5 separate regions of the Mus musculus genome follow, and regions 1, 2, 3 and 5 are each linked to region 4. A link is a contact called in public HiChIP or PLAC-seq and promoter capture Hi-C data. All regions are on one chromosome and are shown on one strand. Each heading gives the region's core, a stretch centred on a gene start, on an enhancer-like site or on the middle of the called end of the contact. The rest is flanking DNA. Distances are from core to core; before and after follow the strand shown. Region 1 overlaps Nup155 (nucleoporin 155). Region 2 overlaps Drosha (drosha, ribonuclease type III). Region 3 overlaps Nipbl (NIPBL cohesin loading factor). Region 4 holds the start of Dnajc21 (DnaJ heat shock protein family (Hsp40) member C21). Region 5 holds the start of Cplane1 (ciliogenesis and planar polarity effector 1).

Region 1 (3,129 bases), core at 248-2,747, 2.3 Mb after region 4:
TTACACAGTACAAGTATTCTTCAAACTTCTGGCTAAATATACTATAGAAAGAAAGCCTCTGAAGGCTAGGGCATAGGTTAATGGCAGAATGCTTCACTAGTCAGTCCTGGTTTATTCCCAATACAGCAAAAACAAAACAAGCAAACACATTAAAAAAAACAAAAAAACAAAAAACCCAGAATTTAAAAAACCATCTCTGACCCCAAGTTTCCTTCCTGTGTGTGACTCAGTCCCTCAGCACCACTGATGCCCATGCTCTGGAAGCGGCTGTTGGAGGCAGTAAGGAAGGAGGACTGACGATGGTAAAAAGTGTAAAACAAAAGGACAAAGAAGGAAAGGTACCCAGAAAGCAGTGATGTGCGCACCATGCTCCTCAGCTTGTTCCACGGGCACTGCTATCTTTCTATTTCTAGATTAGACTCTTCCTAATGAAGGTTAAAAATTTGCCTACTTCCCCCATTTGGCAAAGCCTTAAACTATCACACTGGTATCATCTAAAAAGTGGCCCAAGTGTCTCTGTGGCGCAATTAGTTAGCATGTTCAGCTGTTAATGGAGAGGTTAGTGGTTCTAGCCCACCCAGGGATGTCACGAGGCTTTGGGCTGGAGAGGTGGCTCAGTGGTTAAGAGCACTGACTGCTCTTCCAGAGGTCCTGAGTTCAATTCCCAGCAAGCACATGGTGGCCCACAATCATCTTTGATGAGGATCTGATGCCCTCTTCTGGTGTGTCTGAAGACAGTGACAGTGTACTCACATACATGAAATAAATAAGTCTTTAAAAGTGGCCTGGAAGTGGTGTCTCTTTAATCCCAGCACTCAGCCAATACAGGCTGAATTGAATGGTGAATCCCTGTCTTTAAACAAACACTGCCAACCACCAACACCAACAGAAAACACCAGGCTGCAGAGAGACTTCAGCACAGGTCTGACTTGCAGAGGACTTGGGTTCTATACTCAGCACCCACATGGGAGCTCACAACTGCCTAAAACTGGAGTCATGGGGCATCCACTGCACTCTTCTGGTTCCCAATGGAATTGCATGCATGAGCTGCATAGACACATGCAGGGAAAACATTTAGACACACAAAATAATTTTTTTAGTGGCCCTGAGGTTGAACTTAGCATGTGTAAGACCCTAGCTTTAATTTCTAGTACCAATAAACCAACCAACTAACAAACAAAAAACCAAAAAGAGCAGGGCTTTTATATACAAATATTTCACAATACTTTAAAAGTATTTGATGAACACTTTTGAACTAAGGATGTAGCTCATTGGTAGAATGCTTAGTATTTACATAGCATGAGGGAAAACAAAAACAAATCTACATTCAACTCTCAGAATGCCCCCTGCAACTAAAAGGTGGCCCAGTACATAAACACACACTCTCTCTCTCCACCCTGACATACCTAAAGAATGCCCGTGTTGCCCAAGCAGACACTTCTCTGTCACAGGCAGCAGTGGAACAAGCAAGAATAAGGCAAGTTGCACAAGCTTGGTCTTCCTGAAAGGGGGCAAAAGTCAGTGCATTAAAGACAAATCCAGCGCTCACAGCAAGTGCTCAATAAATACTTACTCTGGAATGAATTCAACGGACATGAAGAAAGCAAACAGCCCAGAAGTAAAGTTTAACTCAGGCATCAGTATTAAAGATACTTTCTCTTTAGTAAGATTCTGATCAGCTGTCATTCTATTTTATTCTTGTATCTTTCTATATTTTCTATATTATTGTATATTTCTATCTTTCTATCTTTTAGAAATTATCAGTAAAACCCAACATTTATTGAGTACCTATTATGTGCTAGGCACTATTTTAATAATCCAGTGTCGCCAAGGCAGTGGTGGCGCACGCCTTTAATCCCAGCACTCAAGAAGCAGAGGCAGGAGGATCTCCGAGTTGGAGGCCAGCCTGGTCTACATACAGAGTTCCTGGACGACCAGGGATACATAGAGAATCCCGTGTCAAACAAACAAACTAAATGCAGTATTTATTAGTTCTTATAGCACACAGTGCTGCAGTATGATGCAGTTTACATACAACTAAAGTGAATACAAGTATCTCACTCCACTGGAAAAAGTTTTTTTAGCAGATAGTCTGAATCCTGAATCTAAAAGCTTAGCTTTAATGAGAAAATAGTAATTTTAAATAAGACTCCCCAGTTTTAAATCTGTCAATTCTGATATGACTATTAACTACTAATGTCCCCATATTATGCCTCCAGTCACTACCTCAATTTATTCCATGGGATTGGGAATGTACACACATGTGCATGCTCATAACGGAATGACTGGTGCTCTTAATAAAAAGCATATTTATCATACAACTTCAATATCATATTCTTATTTTTATACCTTAATAAGAATGTGTCAAAGCTGGGCGTGGTAGTGCACGCCTGTAATCCCAGCACTTGGGAGGCAGAGGCAGGCGAATTTCTGAGTTTGAGGCCTGCCTGGTCTACAGAGTGAGTTCCAGGATAGCCAGGACTACACAGAGAAACCCTGTCTCGAAAAAACCCAAACCCTCCCCCCCCCCACCAAAAAAAGAATGTGTCAAAATCAGAGAATAAATGTGGAAGAGTCCTGTAACATAACTATTTTCATAGTCAATATGTGCTGATTTGAGTACAAAAGAACAGATAATCTGTGTATTACAGTATTTTACTTCTAGTTTACAAACTATTTTAATATTATACAGCTTCTTTAATTAAAATAAATGCAGTGCATAGTTACCTGATGTAATTTGAAGAATCTCTCAATCTCTTCTCCATCCCCTCCCACGTTACTCACAAGCAGATGTCTCAGCTGATCTACAGGTCTAAGCTTGTGAAACATAAGACTACCCTAAGAAATAAAAAAGGAGAGATCACATGAGAAAGCAATTACCAAGCCTGACTGGTAAAGGGTGGGAACGTAGGTAAGGATAGAGTCCTAGCCTGGCACGCACAGCCCATGAGTTCTCTCCTCACTAACACACACAAGACACCTGGCTGGTAATAACCAACTGACTAACAACAACAAGTTAATAACAAGCAACTCCGAGAACACAAAATGAGGTGGACAAGACCATCTTATGTCAACAGTCGACCTACACTCAATTTCCATGTCTGCAGAAACTAACCTTGTCCTCCTCAC
Region 2 (2,959 bases), core at 84-2,583, 2.4 Mb before region 4:
CATGTAACTAAAAGTAATAAATTTCATGATGAGAGGCAATGCAACTGAACAAAACATACAGACATGCACCCTGGAGCAGACTCCCTGCTTCAGGGAACTTCTAAAAGCCACCATACGTAGTACCTGAGCTACCACTGCTTAGCCTAGTCTATAAAGTATGAACTAAAGTGGGTAATATGGATAGTACACAGATGTGTATAGTAAAAATTAGTTAACTATGCTCACCAGAATGATGCCAGAACACAGTTCATGTGCATTCTAACCATATTACCATGCTGTCATATTGTACAAATCTTCTGATTTGGTCCCAAGACAGTAAGCTGTCTGCTGACTTTTAAAACCTGTGGAAATGCCCTACTTGACTCTTCCCACGTCACTGCTCCAATGGACAGCACCATAATTCACTGGCTATACATTTGGTTATTGCATGGTACCAATACAAATAAAAAAGACATAATAAAAGGAAAACTGAAATAAACATTAGCATGATAAAGTTAAATTTTATCAACATAATGATCTTAAAAACAAAAATGATGTAAGAACTGAATCAGAAGCTCATGTGATGGCTCAGGCCAATAATCCCAGCACAGTGGAGATGAGGCAGGGAAATGCAGTAAGTTAGAGACCAGTCTGGGCTATACAGCTGTTCCAGGCCATCCCAGGCTAGACTATGATCATGAGTAACTTACTAAGAAGTTGGTAGGCGGGGAGACGGTGATCCGATAGTGGAAAAGCCGGCCAGCGTTGTTGGTCATCGGACGGCAGGGCTTGATTGCCTGGGGAGCAGGGGAATGAAAACACTTTACAAATTGAGTAGAGAATCATTTTCTTTTAAAATAGACTACACTGTCAGCTTCACATCTGACTACTGCTTTGATGTGTCCTCCTTAACAGACCAGTAGGAAAAAAACACTGCCTGCTTTACTCTATAGTAACTAACTGAATAAAAGAGGTAGCTGGTCACCGGTTCTCAACCTTCCCATGTGCGGTCGGTGAAGCAGAACTGGGCTGACCTGTGATCAGTAAGTGTGTTCAGTGAGATCAGAAGTGTCCGTAGGCCTTATGTCCCCACCAAACCCATGATCTCAGTGAATCAGTACCTGTCATCAGCTGGGTACTTGGGGGACGTGACTAGACCCCCAGTATGTACAGTGGACCCATTACTGGTCTAGGCTGGTTCTATTCAGTACAAACAGGTAAGTAAGTGACTTCGGCATCCAAGAGGGCTTTGAAGAACTCATGAAGCTTGCCATCTGGGATCCCCACTGGGCACAGCTATCAGTAAAGACTGCCCTATCTATCACTCCACAAACAGCTGCACTGGGTCTCTTCCTAAGGCGAGGAGCCTGCAAAGGCCTCCAATGCTCCAAAGATGGACTATCAATTCTTTACTGGATTCTTAGCCCTTCCCAGGGCAATTGGGCCCTGAGGAGCCTACTTAACTCTAGAAGCAATGCTGTAAGATCCACAGCATGTTTAGCCAGTGGTGGGGTACCCTTTAAAAACAACTGTAAAACCTCTGACCCCGGGGTGACCTGATGAAGGCTTTCCCAGTGTGCTAACACTTGCGAACATGCACTGGGATGAACATGCCCTGGGACGGGCCTGAATGTGTTAGTGGTCCCTGTCCTTCCTCACTTTTAATTGCTTAATGTGAGGAGCCCAGTGCCAAGGTGCAGTCCACACACAGGAGCAGAGTACAGGAACACTGCGTGTACGCCCTCCTCCAGGGTGAAGCTTGTTTAGAGGAACATTCTTACCACTTCTGTAGCCAGCCACCGGCTGTGGTATTCTTGACCTGTGAACGGCAGACTCTTATCTTTTCAGTACAAATGTAATGCACTCGGCTGAGGAATACCGCTTTGTGGTGTCTAAGCTGAGCCAACTGTGTGTGTGGCAGCTGATACCTTAACCTTGCCCTAAGTGGTGAATAACAATGCCTTACTCTGCATAAACCTAGAGATCTGGGGCTCCTGACCAGTCAAGCAGACTGATGCAGTTCTGAGGGGAGCCTGACAGACCTGAGCATACTGTTTGGTTGTGTTTGTACATAACAGATGTAGGCTGCAACCTCCCCTGAAGGGCATGCATGTGCTGCACCGCAATAGCTGTGGCACGGTGAGTACAGCACCCACAGCCGGGCAGGAATCACAGCGGGTGGTGCTCTCTACGAAAGGCCATGCTCTCAGCAGGAGTGAGTATGGGTGAGGTCTAATGATTCTGTGGGCTTGCAGGGTTCATCAGCAGATCCACAGACAACAAATGTACCCTGTCAGCAAGCTTTTCCTTAGCCTTCTTGTTCAGCGGCATCATGATACCAAGACCTTTCAGAACCAGCCATACTCCCACACAGCACGAACTTCAGGCAGTGTCACTTTGAAAAACAGAAGCATGCTTCCCATCCGACAAGAGCATCCAGACCATCCTCCAGTGAATCACCCACAGAGGGGCCCAGAGAGCTCTAAAGAATCATTTTGCCACATTATGCCTTTTAGAAATTTCCAGGGGCTAGCGAGATGGCTCAGTGGTTAAGAGCACCGACTGCTCTTCCAAAGGTCCTGAGTTCAAATCCCAGCAACCACATGGTGGCTCACAACCATCCATAACAAAAATCTGATGCCCTCTTCTGGAGTGTCTGAAGACAGCTACAGTGTACACACATATAATATATAAATAAATAAATAAATAAATAAATAAATAAATAAATCTTTAAAGAAAAGGGGGGGGGGGCTAGATAGATGGCTCAGCGGTTAAGAGCACTGACTGCTCTTCTAAAGGTCCTGAGTTCAATTCCCAGCAACCACATGGTGGCTCACAACCATCTGTAATGGGATCGGATGCCCTCTTCTGGTGTGTCTGGAGACAGCAACAATGTACTCACATAGATAAAATAAATAAATAAATCTTAAAGAAAAAAAGAAATTTCCATAGAAGAGACAAAAAGTACTCGTAGAAAGCT
Region 3 (3,077 bases), core at 9-2,508, 2.0 Mb after region 4:
TTTGGAGACTTCATTCTCTGTTTTAGTGTGGGGGTCCCAGGTTGTCAGGCCTAATGATCTTACCAGCCCATGCTACCTAGTCTTCATTTTTTAAATACAGTGTTTGGTGTGGCATGTACATGGCTTTGATCTAGTTTCCATTTTTCTGATCATCATACATTGTGTTCTGTTTCAACTCAGAAACAACAGGCTATGGGGAGTAGTTTCTACTACCCTGCTTTAAGCTCAGTGCTGCTAGGCACCACCCAGGAACCACCCCAGATCCATGGATGAAATACACACATACACACACACACACACACACACACACACACACACACACACACACCAACTTTTTTAAATATGCTTCTTAGCTCAATGGCCAGGCGCATGTGGCTAACATGTTCATACCTTCATTCCCAGCTCAACACCTCTAAATCTGACCTCAATTCCTTCTCCTTGCTCAGCACTCTAAATCTGCCCTCAGCTTAGTTGCCTTTCTGATCTCCTGCCTGCTACCCCGGGCTCCATTGGAAGGAGCCAGTGGAGATCTCACTCCATCCAAGATCTCACATGGCTGGTGGTTCTCTCTCCCTGTGAAGAATGGCCAATCCTCTTTCCCTTCTTGAATCTACTAGCCTGCCTGTGGGAACCTGGAAGTCCTGCCTCTTCCGCTCAGCCATTGGCCATTAGCTTCTTTATTTGATTGATCAAGAACCAAATTGGGGAAAAGGACCTTCAGTGTTCACATGCAAATTCCCTATCAAGAGCATCAGAACCATTCCCTACAACAGGCATTGGGAATGGCAAAATAAAAGCCTTCAGCCTGCCTACCTACCAAGACATTACAGTCTAATGAAGCTTGTAGATGGGTAAACAATCATTTTGTAGGTGCTGGAGTGTTGTGGTCAAGATGAGCAGGGAGAGTATGGGTTCAGGGGAGGAGAGTGTTAAAAACCTAATTTACATGAGTGTGGTAGGAAAAAGCCAGGAAAGCCTTTCTAGGAGATAGTATGTAAACCATAGGCTTTAGTTAGACTTGTGAGCCTGGAGCAATAGTTGGATTTTGGAAACTGTGGATGGCACCGGCTTAAAAATGTGCCAAAAATATTTAACCAGAGAAAGGGCAAGATGGTGAAAATGTACATACCTGGGGCCAGAGGAATAACTCATGGAGTAAAGTGCTTGCTGTGCTAGCATGAGGACCTAAGTCCACATTTCCGACATATACTTTAACGCCAGCAGCAATGGAATGTACTTATTACCTCATCACTGACAGGGCAGAAACGGGTGGATCCTGACCTGGAAGTTCACTGACCAACCGGTTTAGCTGAATCAACAAGCTCCAGGTACTTGAGAAACCCTGCCTTAAAACCTAAGGTGGATGATGATAAAGGAACCTCAGGCCTCTATGTTTGTATGCATGGGTGAAGTGCCCTGCATACACCACATGTACACATATGTTTCTATGATTAGTATATTTTGTTTGCATTAAAGGTAACAGGGTATTGGGAAGTTATTTGGTCACCATTTATAGTTATTACTCTTTAAATCTTGGTTAACAGTGAGTAGGATGTCATGGAGGCCTGTAAGTTAATGAGGTGTTTAGTTAAGGTACTGACGATGTACAAGCATGAAGGTATGCAGTGATTATATCTTCAGTGGGTAATGGAGAATAAAAGCAGTTAACGTCTTCTCAGCTTCCACGTTTCATATACATGGACATTGGAGTTTGAGATACAAGTTCAATCAGTTTTGGCTGTTTGAATAAAAACTATAGTTTATCAAAGGGTGCATTACTTTATACATTTTGGAGGGAATGGATTTTGAAAAATTTAGTGCTTGGCCAAATGTGGGTACAGATGATTATTTGAAAATTATTTTGAAGGGTGACCTAGAAGATCTTAGCCAGTCTTCATATAATGTTAAAAGTGTTATGTTAGGCTGTGTGTGTGTGTGTATTCACAATCTAGTATGGTTTAAATTATAAAAAGATAATGGTACTATATTTTTATAATGCTTAATTTCCCAATATATTGACTATATTGCCATGCACTTAGCATAGAACACACTTTTAGGCATTCTTAGTATATTTATCTACCTAGCATAGTTTCAAAACTGGACCTTCCATTTTTACTAAATCATACATTATAATGAGAACTGTTACTTACTTCATAAGGGGTGTCTTAATCACTGTTCTATTGCTGTGAAGAGACTGTGACCAAGGCAACTCTTAAGAAAGAAAGCATTTAATTGGGGGCTTGCTTACAGTTTCAGAGGCTAGTCCATTATCATCGTGGTGGGGAGCATGGCAGCAGGCAGGTGCATTAGCTGAGAGCTACCTCCTGATTCATAGGCAGAGAGGGGGGCGAGGGAGAGAGAATGGGTCTGGCATGGCTTTTGAATCCTCAACAAAAATCCCCCCACTCCCACACCCATCTCTCCAAGGACACTTCCATCAGCAAGGCTACACCTCCTAATCCTTCCTCAAATAGTGCTACTCCTCGAAGACTAAGCATTCAAATATGTGAGCCCATAGAGGCCATTCTTATTCAAACTACCACAAGGGGATTTTCTTTATAATTATAATTAAAATGCCTGTAGATTTTCAAAAGTGTGAAATATAGAAATAATTGAACCAATAGAAATAAAGCAACCAAACTGATTTATCAGAAGTAATGGACCAGTTGATTTTAATTTTTTAAAATTTCATTTTTTATGCATATGTGTGGGTACCTGCTTGTCTGAATATGTAACACACACACACACACACACACACACACATGTACAGAGGCCAGAAGAGAGTCAGATCCCCTGGAATTGTTGTGAGACCCCTGATACAGGTGCTGGGAACTGAAGGCAGGATTCTGCAAGAGTAGCAAGTGGTCTTTCTTAACAACTGAACCGTCTCTGCAGCCCCACATGATACCTTATTTGATTTTATTTTTAAAACAAACAAACAACAAAAACAACCCACCTATGAAGTGTAGAAGGGTAAGGAATTATGTGAATGGCTAATGATAGAAGGGAAAGATGTATTTACTTTTGAAAAGTAAAGAGAATTGTTTGATATTCTTAGGCCATGGAATTGATGGAGG
Region 4 (3,130 bases), core at 622-3,121:
TAAGCTAATAGCAGAAAGTTAGGATTCAAGAGAGATACATGGCTGGTTAAGCTAGTAAAGTCTCAAACATTGGGGCAAAAGGCAGAGGTCCGTCCAACTCACCATATCAAAAGCAGACTTGGCCTTCAGGTTCTCCCCGCATCCCTAAGTTCCTACCTGTTATAGGCATAAAGTGTCCTTTACCCTCTACCAAGGACTTTCCAGCCCAGGAGCTACACTTCCCCCTGAGGCTCTTCCCTGTATAACCCAGCCATTTCAGTTACCTGCTTCTGGTCTTACTCTACGCCTCCCCTCCCCCCTCCCCTCTCCTTATGTGGCTCAGGGTCACACTCACTCTGGACTCTGCCTATGCTCTCCCTTATCTCCACAATAAACTTTCTCCTCCACCAAACCTAGGAGAAGTCATGTCCATTTATCTATCATCTATCTATCTATCTATCTATCTATCTATCTATCTATCTATCTACCTGTCATTCAGCACTCAGGTTTCTCTTAGGTCATATAAATATCTTAACTTTTATTAAATATTTCCATGTAAAGGAACAGGTTTTTGCGGGTTGTAAAAAAAAAGACATGTATTTAAAAATTATTTTATTTTTTTAAATCAGAAAGCTGGTTTTAAACTCATGGCAATCATTTTTGTTTTGGTCTCCCAGTTGCTGGCAATCACAGGCATGAAACATCATCTCTAGTCAGGCAACTCAGTCTTCTAGAGTTTGCAAACAAAAGCACACAGGGAGGAAGAAAAAAAAAATGTGTCCACCCCCACCCCACCCCACCCTCATCAAGGAAAGTTCTCAGGAGAGGAAATGCTTTATATAAACTTTTTGTTGTTTTGTTTTGTTTTGTTTTTCAAGACAGGGTTTCTCTGTATAGCCCTGGCTGTCCTGGAACTCACTTTGTAGACCAGGATGGCCTTGAACTCAGAAATCTGCCTGCCTCTGCCACCCAAGTGCTGGGATTAAAGGCATGTGCCACCACCGCCTAGCTCCTCTTTTCTTTTTAAGGTCTTGTCTTAGCAAGGCTGGATGTTAAGACATTTCACAACACTGGTTAGTTGATGTTTCTTTATGACTTATTCTTAGGAAGAGTACTTGTTATGATGTGGACATTTTCTGCTTAATATATGTGTAAAAGAACCTAGTCTGGCTGTGGAGGCCAGTAAGCCCAGCACTTGGGAAGCAGAGACAGGATCATGAATTTAACTCATTATTCAAGCAGGCCTTGAATTCACAGATAATTGAAGGTGTGGTTCGGAATTCCTGAATAAACTGGCCTCTGCCTCCTGGGTGGAGGCTGGGATTAAAGCTGTGTTCTTCATACCGGGCACCTAGCCTGGCTTTTGGTACGCTACCTTTAAGATGCTTTAAAAACTGATTTAGGCAATGACCTTATTTACTGTCCCTTATTATGCATTATCAGGCAAGATGGGGGGGGGGGGGAATTAAGAGATCCTAGGAAGTGGTAGCTGAAGAGAATTGAAAAGATGGTAAATCCCGGTGTGTTTCCACCACGAACTTCTGGCTGAAACTCAGCACTTAACTCCTTGAAGCTCCAGTTGCCTCGTCTGCAGAGAACTAATCCGAAGGTCCGGAAGGTATTTCCCAAACTACTTCCTTATCAAGCCTACCTTGCCCTGCCTTCAGGCCGGCTAGGAGTGCCACCCAAACAGCCTACTGTGTCCCTCACAATGACTCTCGGCGTGGCTCCCCCGCCCAGCCTCCCCTGCCCAGGCCCCGCCTCCGCGGCGCGCCGCTCCCCCGGAACCCAGCCCAGCCCCCGCCCATGCGGAGCTGTCGGCGCCGCCCCCTCCGCGCGCCCGCGTGCCGCAGCCCGCGTCGTCCACCGCCGCGCGCCTCCGCCACCCCGCGCCGCTGCCGCCGCCGCCGCCGGGCTCGCTGGCTGGCGGGCTGCTGGCGCCGGGCTCCCGCCGGAGGAGAGGACAGCCAGCGCCGCCGCTGCGGCTTCTGCCCGGGCCCGGGCGTCGGCCCCGCCCCGGGCCCCGGCCCGGTGTCCAGCCCCGCCATGAAGTGTCACTACGAGGCGCTGGGGGTGCGGCGCGACGCCAGCGAGGAGGAGCTCAAGAAGGCCTATCGGAAGCTGGCCCTGAGGTGGCACCCGGGTAGGTGACCGGCGGGCGGGGACCCAGCCGGCCGACCCCGGGCCTGGCGGGGCGCACGCCGTGGGGACGGCGGGGCCCTGCCCGCACCGCCGAGGGGAAGCGGGCTCGGCGCTCAGCCGCCTCCGGCTCCTGCGGCCGGGCTGCCGGCCCCTCACGTCGCCCGGCCAGCCGGGGGACAGGCTTTTAAACAGGCCCGCTCGCGCCCGCCTTCCCAATGCCCAGGCTCCCGCAGACCCGGCCCCGCACGGGACACGAGTTTGCCACGGCGGGAGACCTGGGCGAGGTTCCTTAGGAGTTTGCTTCCCCGGCATGGTTGCTGTGGTTGTGAAACGGGTCTGCGGGACTTTTGGCGAAGTCTCTTCATCTACCAGGCTTCGAAACTTCGGAGTTGAACCCCGTCTGTTTGGGAGTCCCGAGGCTCAATCCCGCCTCTCTGGGTACTGGGAATTAAAGCCAGCGCCGCGCACCTGCTGCCAGGCGCTCCAGCATCCACAACACCGCCCCTGGTTTTTTTTTTAACGAATCACTTTTGAGATGGGGTCTCTCGCTACGTTGCCAAGGTAGCCTTTGAACGAGTGATCGTCCTGCCTCACCTTACCAAGTAAATTACATGCAATTACTTGGGATTACTGTCCATTGCCATCAGGCATGGGTGATTTTACATACTTTTTTTTCTTCGTGACTGGTTTACCTGTTTTTTGTTGTAGTTGTGTTTTAAGAATAGTTTCGGTTTACCTTTAAGCTGTTCTTACCAGAGTCTACAGAAGATGGATAGTCATATAAATGACTAATAAGTTTGGAGTGTTTGTTTGTTTGTTTAAAGGAGGAAAAAACGCCATATAACGCAAACAAGTTGAAGCTCAGTTTTTCTCATCCCTGTCGAGAAGATGCAAGTCACATGCATGAGGGTATAATATGTAGATTTTGGTTTTTTGTTTTGTTTTTAGCTGGTTTTTTGTTGTTGTTGTTGGTTTTGGTTTTGGTTTTTCGAGACAGGGTTTCTCTGTG
Region 5 (2,989 bases), core at 167-2,666, 2.3 Mb after region 4:
CCCTGCCTCAAAATGAAAAGAGCTGCCATACCACTGTTTTGGCACGTGAGGTGGGGGGGGGACATTTTTTTCAACTCAGGTTCTTCCCAAATGATTCTGGTTTGTGATAAATGGACATGAAACTAACCAACCAGTGTCAGCGAAGAATCAGAAGCTCAGGTGTTCCAAATGAAGGATGATTTAACCACACAAGGCGGCCAAATGAAGCATTTTATTCTGCATCAAAAAACAAAACAAAAATGCTATATTATTCAATGCCAAGTTTCCTAAATTTGATGACTACTCATGTAAAATAGCATTACCAGAAATATGCATTATTCTGAGTATGACAAGTGAATATAAGACTATTTAATATACGCAATCATCTTCAAATCAAAAGCTATTTCTAGGTAGTTTAATAATTCCTAAATACTATACATATGCACATGTAAAGAGAAAAATAAGGTACAGCAAAACATAAGGAACTGGTTAATCTAAAATACATATTTAATTACATTATGCAACTTTAAATGCAAAATTGATAAAAGGCAACAGGAGAAAACCCAGCACGACTGAGTTAATCATCGTTAGATTCTACTGGTGACAGCAACTTGTTAGTTTTGGTTTTGAGGGATTAATTGTATTATGTTTTTTGTCTAATGAGTCCTTCTAGATGTGAAAGACACTTAAAGATTTATGCAAAGGATTTGTTTGGGAAAAGATAGACATATTTTTTTTTTCAAGTAAAGCATAAAAGATAGAAAGACAGCAAACCCACTTCAAGATTTCAGTACGGTGCGCTACAGAATCACGTACAACCTCCCGTCACTTAGAATTCTAACAATCACCTCTCTCCTGGGATGCAGCAAACACCATTTTCTGACGCATACTGCAAAGCCTCTCAAAACACTGATGCTACTGGATAGACCAAGCACTACACAACAGACACTGCAGATGGAAGAACTGATTTTTAAAAAAAATCCGCTCCATGGCGCAAAAATATATGTATGACAGGAGTAATCTGCCCAGTCTACGGGAACCGGGGAAAGGTACCTTTATTTCAAACAAATCGGAGCATACAATTTCAAGAAAATCGCTGACGTCCCGGGCGGGGTTTGTGCTACGGAGGATGCTAGGAACCCGCGTCCATCCCTCACTGCTCTGCCGTCCGCTGGGGTCTCCTCAGAGGTTTCCTCGTGGCTGTGGCCGCAGAGTCCTGCCCGGAGGTCCCCTGTGGAGGTGTGAGGGGCCACGGCGGGGAGGGGACGCCTGCGACCCAAAGAAGGACCTGGGCGGGACGGCGGGCGGCCGCGAGGAAAACGGAAGTCCCCACAGCTAGCCCGGAGACCCTGGGAGGCGGGGGGCACGGGGACCGAGCCCCTGGGGAAGGTCCCAAGGCCGCCACCTCCCACCGAGGACCGCAGAGGCTGCGAAGCCGCTGAGCCCTGGAGGAGGCCGCGCCCGCCACCCCAGAGCCGTGTCCAGGCGACGCGTGGGCGGGGCCGCCCCACTGCGCATGCTCCATGCCGCTCCGTGGGCGGGCACCTGACGGATCCCCGCCCGCCCCGCCTCCTCGGCGTAGCCAGCTTTGCGCCGGGGTTCTGGGAGAGCGCTGCAAGCCTGCCAGAGTGGGTTACCTCCACCGAGTCTGTCCTGCCCTCCTGCTCTCTCCTCAGCTCGGTAGTCCTTTCTCTCTCCATCCATCCCTGGCTTCCCCTCGTGCAAGACTTTTGAGTTTCCGAGCTCTCCGTGGAGCTTGGCATGAGAATGCCTTAAGAACCAACATTTAGATCTGCGCTGTTAAGAGCAGTTGTTGCCTTTGTGGAGGACCCGATTTCAGAGTCCCAGCACCTACGACATAACCCTGAGTAACTCCAGTTCCAGGGCATCTGACACTCTTTTGTGGCTTCTGTGGGCACCAGCTACAAAGGTGGTGCACATACATACACGTAGGCAAAACACTCATAAAATAACAAGTTAAAAAACAACAACAACGGGCTGGTGAGATGGCTCAGCGGTTAAGAGCACCGACTGCTCTTCCAAAGGTCCTGAGTTCAAATCCCTGCAACCACATGGTAGCTCACAACCATCCATAACAAAAATCTGATGCTCTCTTCTGGAGTGTCTGAAGACAACAGTGCACACACATATAATAGATAAATAAACAAACAAACAAACAAAAACCAACAACAACAACAACAAAAACTTGCCGGGCAGTGGTGGCACGCCTTTAATCCCAGCACTTGGGAGGCAGAGGCAGGCGGATTTCTGAGTTCGAGGCCAGCCTGGTCTACAGAGTGAGTTCCAGGACAGCCAGGGCTACACAGAGAAACCCTGTCTCAAAAAACCAAAAAAAAAAAAAAAAAGTCTCTAGCCAAAACTTCAGCTAAAATTAGACAATAAATCGTGTTGGTCATGGAATTCTTCACATGTCATGAAGGATTTATCACAATTGGTTATCGATCAAATTAACTCATAAAAAGAATACTCGTCTTTTACCTGCTCAAACAAGGAGCAAAAGTTCAACCTTAACTCATCTGTGCACTTTGCACAATCCACACAGGTATCTTACAGTACTAAACTGTTGGTTGTAAGATTCACGTATTGCTGAATGTGCAGCTCTGACAAGGTTCATCCGCATGGACGCTGAAATGAGCTGCTGCTCCAGCCCCCTCCCTTCTGATGCTGTCTCCAGAGACTTGCTTCTAGAGCAGCTTCAGGAATAGCCCCAGGTTCCAGACGGATTAGGTTCATCCAGCCTTTCAGACAGCTCCAGTCAGAACCTGTCAAGCCCTGAGCCTTCTACGTATACAACGACTGGGTAACAGATGCTAGTGCTAGCTTTCTTAAGCCTAACCACTTCTTCCACTTTCCCTCCTCCTCCCACCCCTTAAAAATATTTGTCAACCCAATTCAGCAGGAGGAAGTTGTGGACAGTTGCTATCCCTATCTCTCGATTATGGTTATTTCATAAATTATAGGTAGGCTATCATTTTAAGGGATAATTTGG

Evidence for each region. Promoter capture Hi-C pulls out the DNA fragments that hold promoters and counts their contacts. HiChIP or PLAC-seq counts read pairs in DNA pulled down with a chosen protein or histone mark.
Region 1: a promoter capture Hi-C map of liver shows a contact between it and region 4, with 3 times the contacts expected there. The contact joins the enhancer-like site here to the promoter of Dnajc21 in region 4. A contact is called at or near these places in 2 of 39 promoter capture datasets (hippocampal neurons and liver) and 1 of 115 datasets of contacts at active chromatin or transcription factors (embryonic stem cells).
Region 2: an H3K27ac HiChIP or PLAC-seq map of embryonic stem cells shows a contact between it and region 4, with 6 times the contacts expected there. The contact joins the enhancer-like site here to the promoter of Dnajc21 in region 4. A contact is called at or near these places in 2 of 39 promoter capture datasets (the 3T3-L1 cell line and hippocampal neurons), 3 of 115 datasets of contacts at active chromatin or transcription factors (astrocytes and embryonic stem cells) and 2 of 9 other capture datasets (adipose tissue and liver).
Region 3: a contact with region 4 is called in a promoter capture Hi-C map of the C10 cell line, with 4 times the contacts expected there. The contact joins the enhancer-like site here to the promoter of Dnajc21 in region 4. A contact is called at or near these places in 2 of 39 promoter capture datasets (the C10 cell line and liver), 2 of 484 Hi-C or Micro-C datasets (CD4 T cells and Th1 cells) and 3 of 115 datasets of contacts at active chromatin or transcription factors (craniofacial prominence, differentiating embryonic stem cells and embryonic forebrain).
Region 5: a contact with region 4 is called in a promoter capture Hi-C map of pre-B cells, with 7 times the contacts expected there. The contact joins the promoter of Cplane1 here to the promoter of Dnajc21 in region 4. A contact is called at or near these places in 4 of 39 promoter capture datasets (the C10 cell line, hippocampal neurons, liver and 1 more), 3 of 115 datasets of contacts at active chromatin or transcription factors (astrocytes, embryonic stem cells and regulatory T cell precursor) and 1 of 9 other capture datasets (adipose tissue).

The regions. Positions count from the first base shown.
Region 1 is chr15:8,129,834-8,132,962 of GRCm38.p6, reverse strand. It overlaps Nup155 (nucleoporin 155), which reads right to left. Exons shown (of 35, transcript NM_133227.3): 14 at 2,728-2,838; 15 at 1,407-1,501. Among named protein-coding and RNA genes, the nearest start is that of Nup155, 22 kb to the right of the region's middle. Within about 2 kb of position 1,497, at least 3 of the 459 cell types and tissues checked have an H3K27ac peak or open chromatin away from gene starts, as enhancers often do. A contact at or near this core is called in liver, where this site is marked.
Region 2 is chr15:12,857,190-12,860,148 of GRCm38.p6, reverse strand. It overlaps Drosha (drosha, ribonuclease type III), which reads right to left. Exons shown (of 35, transcript NM_026799.3): 11 at 690-776. Among named protein-coding and RNA genes, the nearest start is that of Drosha, 34 kb to the right of the region's middle. Within about 2 kb of position 1,333, at least 18 of the 459 cell types and tissues checked have an H3K27ac peak or open chromatin away from gene starts, as enhancers often do. A contact at or near this core is called in embryonic stem cells, where this site is marked.
Region 3 is chr15:8,427,877-8,430,953 of GRCm38.p6, reverse strand. The region is part of intron 1 of Nipbl (NIPBL cohesin loading factor); the gene reads left to right. Among named protein-coding and RNA genes, the nearest start is that of Nipbl, 15 kb to the left of the region's middle. Within about 2 kb of position 1,258, at least 13 of the 459 cell types and tissues checked have an H3K27ac peak or open chromatin away from gene starts, as enhancers often do.
Region 4 is chr15:10,469,257-10,472,386 of GRCm38.p6, reverse strand. It overlaps Dnajc21 (DnaJ heat shock protein family (Hsp40) member C21), which reads left to right and starts at 1,871. Exons shown (of 12, transcript NM_030046.2): 1 at 1,871-2,122. The coding sequence starts at 2,026.
Region 5 is chr15:8,167,533-8,170,521 of GRCm38.p6, reverse strand. It overlaps Cplane1 (ciliogenesis and planar polarity effector 1), which reads right to left and starts at 1,416. Exons shown (of 53, transcript NM_001162906.1): 1 at 1,033-1,416; 2 at 128-216.